Linked DNA regions of Zea mays: regions 1 and 2 are each linked to region 3. A link is a contact called in public ChIA-PET and Hi-C data. All regions are on one chromosome and are shown on one strand. Each heading gives the region's core, a stretch centred on a gene start, on an enhancer-like site or on the middle of the called end of the contact. The rest is flanking DNA. Distances are from core to core; before and after follow the strand shown. Region 1 holds the start of LOC100191485 (putative RING zinc finger and ankyrin repeat containing protein). Region 2 holds the start of LOC103632279. Region 3 holds the start of LOC103632278 (COP1-interacting protein-related).

Region 1 (3,174 bases), core at 508-3,007, 210 kb after region 3:
CTACAAACAGTAACTATACAATAATTGGAAAAAACAAAGCAGAACTCATTCAAACCTTAAGTTCCTATCAGTACCTGTAATTCAGGATATATAGCTATCTCTAACTTAAGAGGCCTGGTTGGAGTTCGCACTTCACGGGGTAAAACAACAGCCCAACTGGGAAAGAGAAGGTAAGGATTAGAACTCAACACACACAGCACAATTATTATCACAACTATGTGCTATATGTATCAAGAATTCAAGATGTGCCAACATAAATTAAAATATTACATTTTTCTTGTCATGAACTGTGGAGCAATTGCATCCAAAAAAGCAGGAGCATAGTTCTCTCTCATCCATCCACAAAAAAGACAAAGCCGTCCCTAAATTAATTGAGTAACAAACATTAAAAAATGAATATGAATAAATTCCCACAAGTATTATAATATAAAAAATAGGATAGCAAAGAAAACTATACCTCTATGGCACGAACAACATTCACATGACCCTTTTCTCTTGCCAATTCGAGGGCAGTATTGCAATCATCGTTTGGTATGAACGGATTAGCTGCACGGATATAGTAATATATGCATCGAATAGAGATCTGATGAATAGAGTGTTTCATATATTATTCATCATATACCTCCATGTGAGAGTAGTAAATGGACAGTCTGCTGAAGTCCTTTCTTGGCAGCATGGTGCAATGCTGTCCCACAGTGTGACCCTGGTAATGGAAAAAGGTAGTGATCAAAACATAATAACGAGCACAGCCTCCTCTTCAATTAAGCATGAGTCCAGGGAAGGTACATATCACTGTCAGCAACTTGGATGGATCACATCAAATGGTTTCATTCATTTGAATGCAGAGTTTGAAAGATGTGTACCGATACAGAATTACATTGATGTGATATGATTTGACAGAACAAATAAAACTCGATCCTATGTTAGAGTGAATGTGGACATAAACCTTGTCTTAGTTGACTGAAATCTACCCTAATTGCCCGTTCGAATGAGAAGTTTACGGGGGTGTTTGGCACTGCTTTACTTTACGAAAATCAACTCAGCTTCATAAATAGGACCAAACTAACAAAGTAAAAGATTGGTAATAAGAATCAAGAGAAGAATACCAGGCCTGTAGGCATTCACATTAGCTCCCAACTCGATCAGCACCTTGGCCACGTCGAACAGATCCGGGCGCATACAGGCAAGCATCAGGGGCGTCTTCCCTTCCTTGTCAATCCACTGCAACCAATCAAGCATTTGTCGCAGCAACAACCGCAGTAGCCCAATCAGTTCACAGAGACATAAAACAAGAGTAAATTTGCCATCCTGGCCGAACGACTGACCTCGAGACCAGCGCCTTGCCCCCGGAGCGTGCGAATCCCGTCGACGTTGCCGTAGTTGACCTGCTGGTACAGCAGTTCCTCTTTGGACTGCTGCAACCCCATCCCGGCTCGCAACGCGCGCCAAAATCGAATGACGGCGGGTTCTCCGAATCAAAATCGCCCAAAATCGAGCTTTCACGACCCAATCAGCGGCGGTTCCCGCGCGCGATCGCGGCAAGGTTGTGCTGCGCGCCCGGGGGATTCGGGGGCTTGGATGAGGTGGCGGTGATTGGGGCTCCGGTGACGGAGCGAGCCCGGAGATCCCCGCCGCATGCAGATGCGGCGAGGGGGGCGGGAGGAGCCCGACGGGTGGTTCCCGAGCAGGTAGGGATTGGATTGGTCGCTGGCAGTGGCAGGAGGGGGCAGATTTTAATGCGCGGTGGTTCGGGTCGGGAAGGAAGGGAAGGGAGAAATGGATGGGAAATTGAAGGCGAGACGAGACTGAGGGCGTGTTCGGTTGGCTGCAAGCCGACACTGTTGCAGCTGTTTGGACTGCTGCAGCTGCAATCCATAGAGAGAAAAATACTGTAGAAGCCGCAGCCGCAGCCGGATTGCAGCCGCAGCAAGCCGCAGCGAACAAGCCGTGAGCTTTTTCCTTCGTGGCGAAGCCAAGGGATTTTGGTCATTCCATTTGGGAGGAACTGGGAAGCCAGGAAGGCAACCACCAAGGGAACGCGGGCGGGCCGGGACCAGGTGACGCTGTCTGGCTTGCTGTTCAAACCTCAAAGCGAGGCAGGGGACGCGCCTTTGCCTTGCAACATTTATTGACTTTACACACGAATTCTCGAAGGATTCTGACTAGAGCGTGCGACTTGCATACTTTATTAAAATGAGATGATTACATTTGGCAGTAGATGCTAGGTAATTGATCGGTTGAAATTTCAAACTGGAAGTTTTTTGGCCTCCTAATGAGTGGGCCCCCAAACTACAGCTTTTTAGTAGAAGAAGCTGGATGTCAACATGTTCGGTTGATTTTAATCGCTATAATATTTTTGGCTCTATAGATTAATCCATAGTAATCTAAATAATAGGTTTTAATCCGAAGCGGATGTGGTGACGTGGCACGCTCGGCCATCAGCATCAAGCCATCAAGTATATACTAGGTCAGTGCCCGTACGTTGTAACGGGGACATATAATATCTCGATAACTTATATATGCACATATGTGTTATATAATTATGAGATAGAGGATGACATATGTGATCTGTCCGGGATGACATCGAAGAGAAACTCGGGCCTATGACGCACGGGCACTCACCTAGTAAAATATGAAGCCAGAACAGAAATCAGTTCCGGGAAGCCCTGCCAAAGGGGCCCTAAGGAATCACACAAAGATTTTGCACAGAATCAGATAGTTTAAAGCAAGTATTAAAGTAGTCTGCAATGTGACAAACAATCCAAGGGACTTCTATTGGTAAGAGGGGTTTGGACGTTTGGTACAATGGAAATTACACAACAATCTCTCCGCTTGCCACAAAATATAAATGTACATGATTTCAGAAGACCCATACAAAGAGACTAAGGGAAAAATGGTGCTTTCATGCCCACCTCAACTCTTATGGAAGGAAAAGGGAAAAGTGGAACACTTGGGACATATCTCTACTACTTATTAATACTGCAATAGTAGTCTGCCTCTGACGTGTTCTGCCTCCGACGCGTTCTGCCAATGGTTATTCTGCCTCCAACGACCGCACCATACAGTCCCGCGCAACAAAATAAACAGTACATACACAGGTTTATGAGCCACGTTCCGTTCCATCTTTCTCAGTGAGCAACATACAATACACAGTTGTGCTTATAAGCCATGTTC
Region 2 (2,760 bases), core at 165-2,664, 190 kb after region 3:
AACCCTTGCTAAGCCAAGCCTAGTTAATTTTCTTAGGTCTACCCCCAAAGCCTCTAAGAAAGATCATGGTAGTAGCTACCAGAGTCTAACAAGCACAAGCTAATTAAGGCCCACAATGTCATGTGAGTCTAACAAGCACAAGCTAATTAAGGCCCACAATGGCGACGATAAGAAACGAAGCCTTTTGTTCCAAATAAATTATAATGACACCATCTAAGACATGTTGCTAAAATTCAGCAGCACACGTAACCTTTTTTTAAAAAAGAATACACTATCTCCCTTTTTTTATTTGTCGTGTTCTAGTTCAAAAATAAACAAGTCGATGATAAATATTCGAGAACAATTGAGTTAGTATTAGCTAGGACCTTGGAGAAGGATGCATGTGACAGCGGAACCAACCAAGGGATCCTTGGGTTCCACTAGCTCTAGGTGGCAATTAGCAATTCAGCGTCCTTCCTATGTTGCGTGTTGCCAGGAAGGTTCCCCACGTCATCCATCTACTTCCCCTCCGTCCTTATGTGCTTGCTCTTGGTGTTACTCTCACCATGTTTGCCGGCGGGGTTTTGGAATCTAGGCTGCTTGGCGCTCAAACGATTGCCAAGGTCGATCTAGATCTCGATCCCCGAGGTTTAAGGTTGTAGGCTACCTAGGTGCAAGCGTGTAGTATAATGTCTTGTTCGTTTGTGTCAGATTGCACCCGTAATCGTTCTAGCTAATCAAAGTTTATATAAATTAGAGAAACAATCCGATTAAGAATCGTTCCGATTTACCAATCCGGCACAAACGAACAAGGCCTAAGCGCGGCGAGGAGACGGACGGCTAGCTTATTAACGGTGGTGATGATATACTCCTATACGATTATAAATATAGTTACCAGCATGGAGCAAAGAGACAAACCACGCGGCAATCTCCTCCACAATGATAGATTGCACGTACGTACCACACACACACAGACGGACGGACACGCTGTCGGTGTTGGTCTGGATCGGCGCATGCAGCGCGCTAGCTGCTGCCTGATTTGGGCGACCACTACTTGGCCACCACCAAAACTGACCATCAATCTGATTGGCCCCGTGTGTCGTCAGAGCACGTTGGTGTTTAATTATTGGCTAGTCGTTTTACTTGTGGGTCTCTGGGCTCTGTAGTAGTAGGGTCCGGCCAGGAAGAATCTGCATGCGTGGGGGAGTTTGATGACCAACAGTAATATTGATGCTGTTTGCTCTCCTGCCATGATCATTCTCCCTTTTCCGCTGAAAAAAGAGAGAGAGAGAGAGGAGATTCCAAAGTACTAATGCCATTATTATTATTCCGATGAAGATTACGAACGAGATGATAATCATATCTACTTGGCTTCCATGCATGCCCATATATCATCAGCCCATGCGTGCTTCAAACGAGAGGCCGGTGAGAGACATATACCGTCACATCCCTTTTTCCTCTCGCTATAAATCTACCACCACGATCCTCCATCCGGCCCGGCCCGGCCCGGCCCGTTGGAGGGGACCGCTGGTTGCCGACAGAGCCATATGGACGACTTGTTGGTTACGCTGTTCCACAACTTGGCACAGCATCCAGAGACTGGCACTGGCACATGTCGGCCGCAGGCTTGCGGTGACGCTTACAGCAGGACACTGAAGAGATGGCACGGCTGGTTGGGTTGGCCACTTCGAGCTTTTCGGTACGTACTACTCCTTGTCTAACTCTAAGCTCCTCCATACTTGTTTGCAATCTCAGCTTGCCATGAACATGAAGCTTGCACCGGACAGGACGAACAAGTTCATGGAGATCATCAGCGTGGTTCAGGCGCATCAACGCTGATATTGACAAGTAAGTTCTGCAGAGAACCACAGGTTTCTGGTAAGTTGAGCCCGGAATACACTACAGTTTGTGTAACCAACAAGAAATTTTCTGAAGGTCAAGTTTTTTTAAGATATACACCTGTGTCTACTTGCAGGCCAGCGTGGGCATGGACGATCTTAAGGCATCCTAATCATCTATCTAACACTTATGACTTTACTTTTGCCAGGCTTACACAGAAACAACCATCGATCTGTCGATAATTTGTTTGTATCGTTGGTTATATGACTGTCAAGTGTAACACCGTCTTCAGCAGCTCTCCTATCACATCCCCTATCTGATACCTCTATTTCAAACTTCACTCTATAACCAGTATCAAATAGTATCATCTACATTACCATACCGTATCCCTATTTTACACGATCCACCGAACACAACCTTATACCCTCTTATATCCATAAAAGTTTGTTCAACCTCTGCTTTGTGTTTGCATTATATCGTGGTTGTTTCAGCCTCCCTAGTAAGAGTCTGTAACTAGGGCTAGATATCGAGCTAGCTTGACTCGTTTACGAACTTAAGCTAGCTCGTGAGCCACAACAGAAAAAACAATATATATATATATATATAATTAATTTTTAATTAATTCTAAACTAATTTAACTATAGTAAATGATAATTATACTCATAGTTTCACATACCACATCAATGCAACACCAAATTAACATAACTCATCACTCATCAATTCATCACCAATTCATAATCCACACACATGTTTATCACTTTAACCCATAGTCACAGTCGCACAGACCAATTTAACACATAGATACGGTTCGTCAATCATTAGTTTAATTCATAATCCATAGGCACCGCACATACGTATAGCATGTTCAACAATTTCAAGCGTAAATGATATGCATATTGTTTCGTTTTACTAAAGTGTGATAGTTCGTTGAGCTCGCGAGCT
Region 3 (2,939 bases), core at 19-2,518:
ATAGGCAATGGCAGAAGCAACTGTACTACAGTAGTATAGAAATCTTAGACGCCAACCTCTCCACGGTGCCTCTCGTAAACCATGGCACATCGAACCCTGAGCTTGGTTCAAGTGTGATCGAGTACCCTCCCTTGGCAATCTGATCCTGGGCGGCCTTCAAGTGAGCGACGAACGGTTTCAGCAAACCAGATGCAAACTTCTCCTTCCGGCCATTCGCTATCAGAACCAAATCGAACCTGAAAAGCGAAAACAGAACTTCCGTCAGAGACCTTGAACAAAACAGTAGTTTACTCCGTCTAATAGTTTTACTTTTTTTAATTTAATTTATAACATAACAAATCTGTCTAGTAGTTACTACTATGCAAGAATCGCCGGATCTGCTACTATAATTTTACAGCTAACGGCAGACAACCAATCCCAACAAAACAATACCAACAAAGAAGAAATCGTTTTTTGGGCCAAATTCCGATCGTGACATGGACAAAACCATCTTAGGACAGTGCAGTAGACAGAGTGGTCTTCAAATGGAAGCTTCCAAGTACCAAGCATCAAAATGAACGGCACATAAACCGTCACAAAGACCAACTTTTCTACCATTCAAGAAACCAAAACCCAAAGAACGATCAATCCGCCGAATTAAAGCCGCTTCATGAGCAGATCTATAGGATGCTCTCACCTGGTCCGGGTGGGGGTGAGCTGGAAGACCACCGAATCCAGACGGGCGTCGGACCTCATCGCCGAAGAATTCCACACGAGAACCTCTCCTCTCTTGGCTCTCCCTCTCCTCTTTGTATCAGATCTTACGGGCAAAAAGCGAGCGAGCGCGCAGAAACTGCGACAAGAACCCGGCGCTTTGCTTGTGCCGGGTGCTAACCTCCCCACTGGGGAAAAAGACAAGCAGAAAGGAGAGGCGAAGGCGAGGGGAGGTTATAAATCGCGAGCAAATGCTGCCCCGGCGGCGAGTGGAGGAAAATATCGCAGCATGGGGTGGATCAGTGGATGGAGGAAGCAGAGGGGAATGAGCAATCAATTTCCCCGTACTATATAAATCTCGATGCGGTGGCAATAAATAATTCCTCGGCACAAGAACAGGGCGCGCTCTGCTGCTTGCTGCTGCTGCTGCTGGCCTGCTTGCTGCTGCTGCTGCGTGAGTGTGAATGCGAGCCAAGGAGAGAGGGAAGAGAGGAGAGCGTTTAATGTCTGTCTGTACTACTGGCAGTCAGTGACAATTTCACGAAAGTTTTATTTGCATTAATCTTGCCATCGTACATATTTTCGATGACATGGCAGTGTTTTAAAAAAGAGAGAAAGTAAATTTCATCTAAATAAAACTCTCTCGACATAATTATAAATATGAAATTAAATACCTATAAAACTATAGAAAAAAAATTACATTAAAACTGATATTGTCGTTGAATAGCAATATCAGAGTACAAAAGGTACTAAAGAGAGACAATTAGGTTGTCTATTTCCTCCGTAAACCATGTCAAATAGTGTCACCGCGTCTCCTATTTTGCATTATCCACCGAAGACGGTCTTAGAAGGAGCATAGTGTTGGTCGATAGTAGTAGGGAACTTGGGCACGAGCATGAACCAACACGAGGACAGTTAGAGAGCTTTAAGTAATTTCCAGCCTCCTCTTGCTAATTATCAATTGATGAATAAAAAATAATGAATCTCAACCAGTGAGCACCAAGACCTAGCTCTCCTCCACATCTTAGTTTGTGGTAGGAATTTTAGCCTAATAGTCCTAACTTATTTTTATGCATACCCTAAATGAAGAGTGAACCCTGAACCCGGTCTTGAATATGGCTAAACATTACCCTATCCCTCTATTTTATAGTGCAATACATAAGAGAGGTTACATGAACCTCGAATTCCACTAGCTAAGCTCAACTACCATGTTCTTATTCTATCCTTGGAGTCGTACCAGGGCTCACGCCTCTGGTCGTGGCGCAATGTTGGAGATGTCATTCTCTAGCTGGCTGCGTCTAATCAATCATCGAACTTCGCTCCTAGGAATGTAGGTACGCCAAAGGTCATGAGGACTTCCAAGACTTTGCTCCATGGAAGTCGGACCTGTCGATGTAGTTGATCGAGTCTACGACCACTTCTTGTCTATTGAAGGCTCCAAAGGCCACAGCGAGGACTTTGTCCAGATGGCAAAGCAAGGGAAGGTCTAAACATGTGGGCTTAGTTATCCACGTCAAGCACTCGAGGACCCGATCGAAAGATCGCAGGAGCGTTACCAAAGACCTTTTGATCCACGAGTGACCTAGAAGGTGTTGAAGACCTTGGTCTCGTCATTTGGGTGGCATGCATAGTCCCTGGCGGAGGCCTTGAAGACTTCCCCCACTCAAGAGCTAAGGGAGACTATGGTGACTACATGGGCCTCCAACAGCTAAAGGAAGACCCATCTGTTAGTAATGGACCCACACGAATATTAGTGTGGTATGTAATTGGTTGCCTGTAATGTAAGGTTTGTATTGCCTCAATGTTGCTGTTGTACAAGATATTCTAAGGATGTGGTGGTAACCAATTTTGGCAAGCATGTACTTTAGGAGGTTGGCCCTTAGCTACCCTATAAATACCCCCATCGAGACAGGATGAGGGACGGTTGATAAGATATTTGAGAACCATTGTTTCGCATTTGTCGTGTCGTTGCACTCTTGTCATCTCTCTTGTTCGGGTCCCCCTGTTAGGACCAAACACTCATCATGGTAGGCTTGTTCATACCACAAGTTTAGTAATTCTTCTTGGGGTGCTACCTCTAGACCTCGGGCTACGTTGCTTGGCTTAAGCACCATTCTATCAAACACTATGTTTTCTAGGTCATCGTTTTAGTGCATCAAGTATGTTTGAACAAGAGCATAGAAGGATAGAGACTTTTATGTGCATGAGAAGGCCCCCATGGGGTAAACTGTAGATGTAGTTGATTG

What was found. Hi-C and Micro-C count contacts between places; a contact is called where the count stands out from the background. ChIA-PET counts read pairs in DNA pulled down with a chosen protein or histone mark.
Region 1: a contact with region 3 is called in an RNA polymerase II ChIA-PET map of seedling, with 3 times the contacts expected there. The contact joins the promoter of LOC100191485 here to the promoter of LOC103632278 in region 3. A contact is called at or near these places in 5 of 25 Hi-C or Micro-C datasets (endosperm, leaf and tassel) and 2 of 3 datasets of contacts at active chromatin or transcription factors (leaf and seedling).
Region 2: a contact with region 3 is called in a Hi-C map of leaf, with 8 times the contacts expected there. The contact joins the promoter of LOC103632279 here to the promoter of LOC103632278 in region 3. A contact is called at or near these places in 14 of 25 Hi-C or Micro-C datasets (bundle sheath, ear, leaf and 3 more) and 1 of 3 datasets of contacts at active chromatin or transcription factors (seedling).

The regions. Positions count from the first base shown.
Region 1 is chr7:41,490,337-41,493,510 of Zm-B73-REFERENCE-NAM-5.0, forward strand. It overlaps LOC100191485 (putative RING zinc finger and ankyrin repeat containing protein), which reads right to left and starts at 1,758. Exons shown (of 9, transcript NM_001136917.1): 1 at 1,326-1,758; 2 at 1,107-1,221; 3 at 623-703; 4 at 458-546; 5 at 271-362; 6 at 75-156. The coding sequence starts at 1,427.
Region 2 is chr7:41,464,274-41,467,033 of Zm-B73-REFERENCE-NAM-5.0, forward strand. It overlaps LOC103632279, which reads left to right and starts at 1,415. Exons shown (of 3, transcript XR_555795.2): 1 at 1,415-1,678; 2 at 1,767-1,827.
Region 3 is chr7:41,278,517-41,281,455 of Zm-B73-REFERENCE-NAM-5.0, forward strand. It overlaps LOC103632278 (COP1-interacting protein-related), which reads right to left and starts at 1,269. Exons shown (of 10, transcript XM_008654089.3): 1 at 677-1,269; 2 at 57-236. The coding sequence starts at 735.